2 separate regions of the Mus musculus genome follow, and region 1 is linked to region 2. Evidence: chromatin contacts called from public promoter capture Hi-C data. All regions are on one chromosome and are shown on one strand. Each heading gives the region's core, a stretch centred on a gene start, on an enhancer-like site or on the middle of the called end of the contact. The rest is flanking DNA. Distances are from core to core; before and after follow the strand shown.

The links. Promoter capture Hi-C pulls out the DNA fragments that hold promoters and counts their contacts.
Region 1: a contact with region 2 is called in a promoter capture Hi-C map of the C10 cell line, with 4 times the contacts expected there. The contact joins the enhancer-like site here to the promoter of Tanc1 in region 2. A contact is called at or near these places in 5 of 39 promoter capture datasets (the C10 cell line, cranial neural crest, embryonic stem cells and 2 more), 2 of 484 Hi-C or Micro-C datasets (the C2C12 cell line and olfactory sensory neurons), 13 of 115 datasets of contacts at active chromatin or transcription factors (the 230-238 cell line, the NIH/3T3 cell line, embryonic basal ganglia and 7 more) and 3 of 9 other capture datasets (embryonic stem cells, embryonic tail and embryonic trunk).

Annotation. Positions count from the first base shown.
Region 1 is chr2:60,218,711-60,222,694 of GRCm38.p6, reverse strand. The region is part of intron 1 of Marchf7 (membrane associated ring-CH-type finger 7); the gene reads right to left. Among named protein-coding and RNA genes, the nearest start is that of Marchf7, 11 kb to the right of the region's middle. Within about 2 kb of position 1,289, at least 19 of the 459 cell types and tissues checked have an H3K27ac peak or open chromatin away from gene starts, as enhancers often do. A contact at or near this core is called in olfactory sensory neurons, where this site is marked.
Region 2 is chr2:59,610,594-59,614,551 of GRCm38.p6, reverse strand. It overlaps Tanc1 (tetratricopeptide repeat, ankyrin repeat and coiled-coil containing 1), which reads right to left and starts at 2,510. Exons shown (of 27, transcript NM_198294.3): 1 at 2,356-2,510.

The sequences.
Region 1 (3,984 bases), core at 40-2,539, 610 kb before region 2:
GTAAAGACAACTCCTGAGGAGTTATAACCAGAGTTGGCCCCCGAGTGTGTCTTTGGAGAAACAGAACCTCATAATCTTCCCAGCTCCATTCCCTCAAAGACAAAATATTTAATCACTGGGGGTGGCTTCAGGACTACCCACAGGTACTACTCTCGACTACCACCATAACAATTATTCATGTATTTTCACGAATGGATCAGTTAATCCATTTAACTGATTTTTAATACTTTTAATATTAAAGTTAATATTTTTAATAATCTAAAAATTTTAACAATCTGTAGACTTGATAAATATTAAAGTTAATATTTTTAATAATCTATTTAAAAATTTTAACAATCTGTAGACTTGATATTGAAACCCAAAGTCTCTTTTCTGGTCCTGTATCTCCAAATATTGTCTGGAAATTTACAATTCCCTATTCTTAAATCACTAAAAAAATGTAAGAGGTCAGGGTAGAAGTGACAGCTCAGCAGTTATGAGGCTTGCTGTTTTTATAGAGGATCTGGGTTCCACTCCCAGCACCCACATCATAATTCATAAGCACCTGCAGGCATGTGTGGCACAAATATATACATGTAGGCAAATACTCATGCACATAAAATAGACCTAAACATTTTAAAACAGAAACAAAATCAGAAGATTTCTAAATAATAAAACATTTGGAACACTCCCAAAACCTAAGGCACCATGTGTAGCTAACGTAAGAATGCTTTGCCGGTCACATATGAGGAGAGAAGGAAGGGCAGGCAGACAAAAATCAACCAAGCTTACCCAAACTATCTGTCCCCCAAGTCCATTAGTTATCAAAAGTAGCAAACCTGCTCTTTCTTAATAACAAGGAAGACATCAAACATTAACTACTCAATTAATTGATATTATATAAAAGACAAAAATAAAACAATAGTGACCATAAAAAGAACTTACAGATAAGAGAAGGAAATTGTGGAGAAAAGGTCTGATCATCATCCTCTAAGGGCTCAAAATAAGATGTGTAAGAATATGCAACAAAGATTCTAAGAGTTGTAATGATTTTAAATGCAATATATGTAAAAATGAGAAACACTGAAAGGGACCAAGCATAAAAACTGAAACCAAACCAAAGAAAACATTACTCTTCTCCTCACTGCTGTGAGAAAACAAAGCAACAGAAGCCACTGACAAGAAGCGACTGCAGAGAGGAGGGAGACTATTCCCTCACAGTTTAAGGGATACAGTCTACCGTAGCGGCAGCAGGAGCTAACCCAGCTGGTCACGAACATTAGTGACGGTCACCTTGCAAAGCCAGCCAAGTGACTCATTGCCTCCAGCAAGGCCCCAGTTCCCAGAGGACCCACCTTTCAACACAACTCCAGGTGGGAACTAACTGTTCTAATACAACAAATATCTACCATCATATATCTATATATCACCATCATATATCGTGACACTAATTCCAGGTCCTAGTTACTAAACCCAAAATAAAAGACCCAGAACAGAAGTGATTTACTGCTTTGTTTACACTCTTCTAACGCCAGGGCTGAAGTTGCTTGCTTGTTCTACGTGAAGTTAGCTCTGTGGAGTATGTACTCTTCACTGTCAGGGAGGGAAAGGCTCTCACGATGATGACCATTCCCAAGTTCACTTACCTGATCCTCCGTTCCCGCCTCTAACATACATTTTAAGGGTTATTTTTGTGGGCCAATCAGATGGCTTAGTGAGTAAAGATGCCTAACCTGACAGCCTGGGTCTGGTCTCTCAGATTCATATGGTAGAGAGACCGGTCTCTCTCAAGTTGCCCTGACCTCCATACATGCATGCACTCACACATGTATAAAAAAATAGATTAATGTAAAATATTTTTTACAAAGGCCACTGTGATTATCTGGGAATGGAGGTATGCTTCTACTTGAGTGGCTAATATTTAGTCATGATAGTATTAAGACCATACTGAATTTTACTATGAGATGGGAGAATTTAAGGAAAAAGGACAATGATAAAAAAAAAAATTGCATGAAAAACATCCTGAATTAGTTCTGTAAACAAATCTTATAGAGTATGAAGGTAAACAAATCCTGAGTGGGTGGGGGAACAATATTGAAATGACTGATTTCCTTCTAAGTAAGATAGACGCACATACTTCATTTACCTAGAAAAGTCTAAGTTTATGATCTGCAAACTCCTAACTTAGGATTATCACGCCAAGATAAGTTTGTCTGAAGACAAGCAACACACCTTATAACTCTGGCTGTCCTAAAACTCATTCTGTAGACTAGCCTGGCCTCAAACTCAAGAGACTGCGAGAGTGCTGGGATGAAGTACTAATGCCCACCCCCACCCCCGGGATACTTAAGTACGCACACTTTTTAAACTGCAGCTGTTGGATAGTAAAGGCTATAGTCATCTAACTCAGAAACCTTCCCACCACCTGTTTTTTGTCATTTACATGCTTATTTGCTAAGTCCATACAAAACTGTTCATTACAAAGTAAAATTTTGCATTGTAAATTTAAAGACATTCATGATCACTGATATTTGTAAGTTTATCAACGAGTCTTCAGCACTAAGAAGCAAAAGCTTTTAACAAGCAGATGTGTTACTTTTTCAAGGTAGCTACAAAAATATGAAATGGAGGACTGTTATCTGGGATAAGGATTTTGAACTGGAAGACAACATTCATTAAAAGATACAAGTCTGCCGGGTGGTGGTGGTGGTGCACGCCTTTAATCCCAGCGCTCGGGAGGCAGAGGCAGGAGGATTTCTGAGTTCAAGGGCAGCCTGGTCTACAAAGTGAGTTCCAGGACAGCCAGGGCTAAACAGAGAGACCCTGTCTTGGAAAAAAAAAAAAAACCCAAAAAACAAAAAAACAAACAAAAAAAGAAGATACAAGTCTACAACTCGTTTTTTAAAAGCACAATGCTTAATTCTGCCTTCCATAGTTAATCATAATGTGAAGAGTCACCTAATGTGACTGTATTCATACCTAGTTCTTGTAGAAAGTACCTTAGTAGGATATCTGTTCAAAACAAACCTCCTGAGAGAAGGCAGAGGAGGCAGTGTCCTTTGAGAAATATAATTTGATGCTGTATGAAACTATTTTTGGCAATGCTGCTACATAAACTGATTGAATTTTGACAATGTAGGTATTATGTGAAAACTTATATAATTTGGTTGCATAAGTTGTAGGTCAAAAGCACAAAAAATACTAAAAAATAAAATAAAATGTGGTCCTTGAAAAATGTCTACCCAACAAAGATCTAGAAAGAATTTTTTAAAAATCCATTTACTTAATAGATTTTTATGGAATGTTTACTATGTGATGAGCATACAACTTTCAAAAAAGGGAATGGTAAGTTGAGCAGCACATTAAGGAGCTGTAGTCTAGTGAAGAACAAACTATGTAAGTAAGTGTTAAACTCTGTAAGAGAAGAAGCATAAGCAAGAATAACATCAGAACACAGTACTAGTGACTCTCATGTGACTTTCAGCACACTGAACTGATGGTGCCCCGAGGCTCACAAGAAGCTCTAGCCATGCAAAGTCTACTAGAAGTCTGTGCTCATATCTCTCCAAAAAAAGCAAGCACTGACAGGCACTAAGGGACCACATTTTCATCACTACAAACTGTTCTGAATGCAGAAAAGATCACAACGAGCCACAAAGCCATTACAGTCTTACTAAGGGTCTGAGGCTGTTACTTTATTGAACTCTCAACTCCCTAGACCAAGACTCTGGGAAAGACTAAGTACGATTTGATTACTATTTACAGTATCATCTATCTTTACTGTATCCTCACCTTAAAGCATCTTTTCTTTCAGATTTTTAAAAATTTATTTTAGGCCAGGTATGGTGGTGTACACCTTTAATTCTAGCATTTGAGAGGCAGAGACAGGAGGATCTCTTGGGAGTTTGAGGCAGCCTGGTCTACACAATAAGTTTCCAGACAGCCAGAGCTACATGAGTCCCTATCTCAAAAACCAAAAATAACTAACTAAAGAAAATTTTACTT
Region 2 (3,958 bases), core at 1,261-3,760:
CTTTTAATGTTCTCTGGGAGATAAAGAATTAATCAGCAACCCAGAAAAGAAGTTGTCTAAAAATGGATGATTTAGTCAAAGTAATTCCATTGTCTCTAAAACTGTGCCCTCGATCACCAGGCATCAAAACCCGACTATGGCATCAAATAAATTGCATGTGGTTAAAGAGACAAAATGTTCTTCTGGCTGTTATGAGAAGCAGAAAAGGGCTGACTACGAATCAGTTATGTTTTAGCTCCACGATGAACATGAATTATGATAATTTAGACATTCTGGTGGTTAAACCAAAAAAGCAAGAAAATCAATACTTTGGCGTTCCAGCAAAAGTTAAGTTCGTGGCATGAGAATTGCAAGACAGAAACATGGAAGTGACCTTAAATTTATTTCTGGACTTTCCCACCCCCACCAAAATCAATGATTTCCCTCACTGTCCAATCACACTATTTCCCTCACTGTCCAATCACAGCAGTCAAGAAGCCTGGAAACATCAAGTTGGATGGTAAGAAAAAAAGGTCTACGAAGGAATCTCTAACGCAGTCACACGCCAAACTTCCTTGGCTTGGCATGCTTTTCATTGTAAAAGCACCAAGATCTATTTATGATGCTTTTTGATTGACACCCACAAGCATTCCAGCTGACACAGACTTTGCAGATTGTAAGGAAGTCCCTGTGAGCTCTTTAAGTAGCCCAGATGAGCAAAGCACGCAGAACAGTACCATAATGAGCACCTCTCTCAGGCGCTCATAAATTCTTTCATTCCCAGCAATCAAAAAGCAGCTGTTAAAATCCAGAACTCTTCCCAGTAGCAGATCTGAAATACCTCCGGGCTGCCCAGAGAAGCTCCACAACGGCTTCTTCTCTTCCTCCCTCCCCCATCCCTGGAGTGCCAGCCTGGCAGGATAAGGATGACCCAGGAAGGGGGTGTGGGTGGAGGGGAGTAGCGGATCTGGTGTAAGCAGAGACGCAAGACTCCCTTCTTTTTCACCACAAAGAAAAACTAACCCTCTGTGCCAGCCAACCAGGTTTCTCCTGCTCTCCCCAGGCACACTAACTTCGTAGTCTGATGAGTCTGGCATTTCTAGAGTTCGCGACCTCAGCCACCCTGAGTCCTTTCCTGAAAGATCTTGAACCAGGAGCTAGCGGCGTCTGAACTCCTTTACAGGTTAAGACTCAGCCTGCCTTTACCTTTTAACCCGCCAGGACGCTACTCCGGGGGTCAAGTTCAAGATGAAGGTGCTCTCCTCACCACCCTGAGTTCACTCTGCAGGAAGCTGTATTACTCAGACCGGTCCCACTACTCCAGGCACAAGAATCTGGGGCTGCCAAGCCGGAGCCGAGGCAGCCTGAAGAAGACTGTCACAGCTCGGCGTCCTCCTCCCTCGGCCGCGGCACCGCGTTTCTTCTACCTGGCCATGGCCGCATTTCCTCCGGGAGCCTTTACACAATAAGTCAAGTAAGTTTTGGGAACTCCAGTCCAGAGATCTTGCTGACTGAAAACACGCTACACAATGCCCAGGGCTTCCTTCCCCGCCAGCCGTTCCGGAAAGCGGCCGCGCCGAACCCAAGGGCCCCCCCCCACACACACACACACACCCAAAAGTCCTCCAGGAAGAACCTGAATCCCCATAATGCCTCCAAAGTAACTACTCGTCGCCCAAGGACAAGGGGACTCGCAAACTTGACACGACCCTTCATTTAGCTGGCACTACTAAAAGGAAGAGAAAAAAAAAAAATCCTCAAGGTCTAATCCCAAATCATCACCCTATCACCAACACCACCAGGGAAAGAAATTGGCTTGCATCTGCGAGCCGCAGCCTGCAGGAGCGAATCACACACTTTCAGCTCACGGTGGGCGATACGATTCCCCACCCCACCCCCACCCCCGCTGAAGTTCTCCCGGGAACTTGGCGACCCGCGCGCGGCGACACTCAAGACCCCGCGGTGCCAGGCGCCCCGCCTGCACGTCCCCCTACTCCCCCCACCCAGGTGCCCGGCGCAGCCCAGGCCCTGTCTAGCCAAGGGACCGAAGAGGCGGGCAAGGGCCGGCTGGGAAAGTCCTGAGCGCCGCGTGATCCCAATGTCCCCCTAGCCCGGCTCTGCTGCAACCCGTTCCTCCGGGAGCGCAGGAAACGGCCTGCACCGACTCCCCGGCAGCGCCTAGCCCCAGGCCGGGAGCTCCGGCGTGCCTGCGCCTATTCCGGGAAAGCTCCCGCTGGGCCCGGCGGAGGAGGGGGCGTCCCGAAACTTTCCCACCAGCCTGGCTCTCGTTTCCCAGGCTGCTCTCCGGGACCCTTCCTTCCCCGCCCGCTGCGGACTCCCGGGGGCCGGCAGCGGCGCCCCGGCAGCGAGAGTTACCTGCCAGGAAAGTTTCCAGCTTTCGGCGCGGTTCCCACCCCGGGGGCCGAGCCTCAGGGCGCAGAGGGCTGGGCGCTTGGCGGCTGCGGCTCCTGCGGCTCCCGAGCCGGGCTCCCGCAGCTGCCACCGCGGAGGCAGCGCTCCGGCCCGTCCCCGCGCCTCGCTCGGCCCACACCGGGACCTCATTGGCAGCGCGAGTCCCCGCCCTTGCGCGTGTTCCGGAAGGCACCTTCCCTGTGCGCGCCCGCCGGGGCTGTGCCTCCCGCGCCCCTCCCGACCGGAGCTGCCCCGGCTCTGGGACCCGCTGGGGCGCCGCACGCCAACTTTCCTCCCGGCGCCTTCGCCCCCTCCTCACCCAGCATGTCCTCTGCGGGAAGCTAAGCTTTCCGGGAGAAGGTTGCTCCCCTGGGGCCTCGCCTGGACCCCAGTGGGACAGGATCAGAAGTGTGATTAGCCCTCTCCTCCTTTTTTTAGCCGTTTTAGAATCAGTAAAGTGGCTCGGCCTTCGGTCTGCGCTGCTCTCTGAAAGCATCCGAGGAGGACATATGGGAGCAATTAGCCAAGCTGAAGTTTCCGCGGATGCCTTAGGGTGGCTTTGTTGGCTTTTCTTCCCCTCGCTTAACTAAACACAAACAAATACACTTTCTTGTTCCAAAATGAGCTGAGAAAGATGGAAAGTGCATCTCGCCCATTGCACCTTTTTCTTTCTGGAAAGTTAAGTTGGGGTTGTTCCGGGGATCAGTGACTGCCCAGAGTCAGGGGCAGTCCTCCCTCCTCGAACTCTGTGGCTAGCAGTACTGTCTGGGCTAAGTACACTGGCCAGCGGCTAGCTTCCTTGTCAGGAGGAGGAGTCCTGGAGGAAGAACAGACAAAGATGCTATTATTAAGTAGGCTGGTGGCAGTAAATTAAACTCCCTAGTTCCCAAAATGTTTTGTTATTCCCAATAGAACAGAAGTTTGAAAATGGCCTAGGGAACTGGGAGACCTGGGTCCTCCACAACCTCCCAGGAATCCAGGCAGCCAATTTATATGTAGAAGGCTCAGCCCTCTCTATTCCCAAAAGCCCTTTGGGCCCCCTTTCTTTGCAGAAGGATCAACTAGAAATTCCAACAGGAATTGCACACAGGCCGCCCATCCGTGTAAGGAGAGTGAAGAATACAGAAGTTGCTATAAATGGGTTTATTGCCAACCCCTAACCTTTGCTGTGGCAAACCTGCCTTTAAAGACAACTGTGTTTTAAACAACTTTCCCTATAAAAACTTCAACCTCACATAGAGCTTCCCAATATAAAGATAGCTGCAAGAATGGTGTTTGCATTTAAAGTTCCTGTGAAAAGTGACAGGAAGCAAAAGGCTGCTCAATCTATCTCTCCATAATAAATAAAAGATGGTTCGAATGTGTTGGGTATTTTTCACTCGTATAGTCAAAGACCTGATTATCACTATATTTATAAGTATGCAGCGAACATATCCCAGCCTTTACTCAAGCAAATCATGACATGAATATTCAAAGCAAGTAAGGACTCCTGGTAAGCCAGGAAGGTCACAGACACCCCCTCCACCTCCAATGCTGGTTGTTAAAAACCAGGTTGGTGTTTGATTAA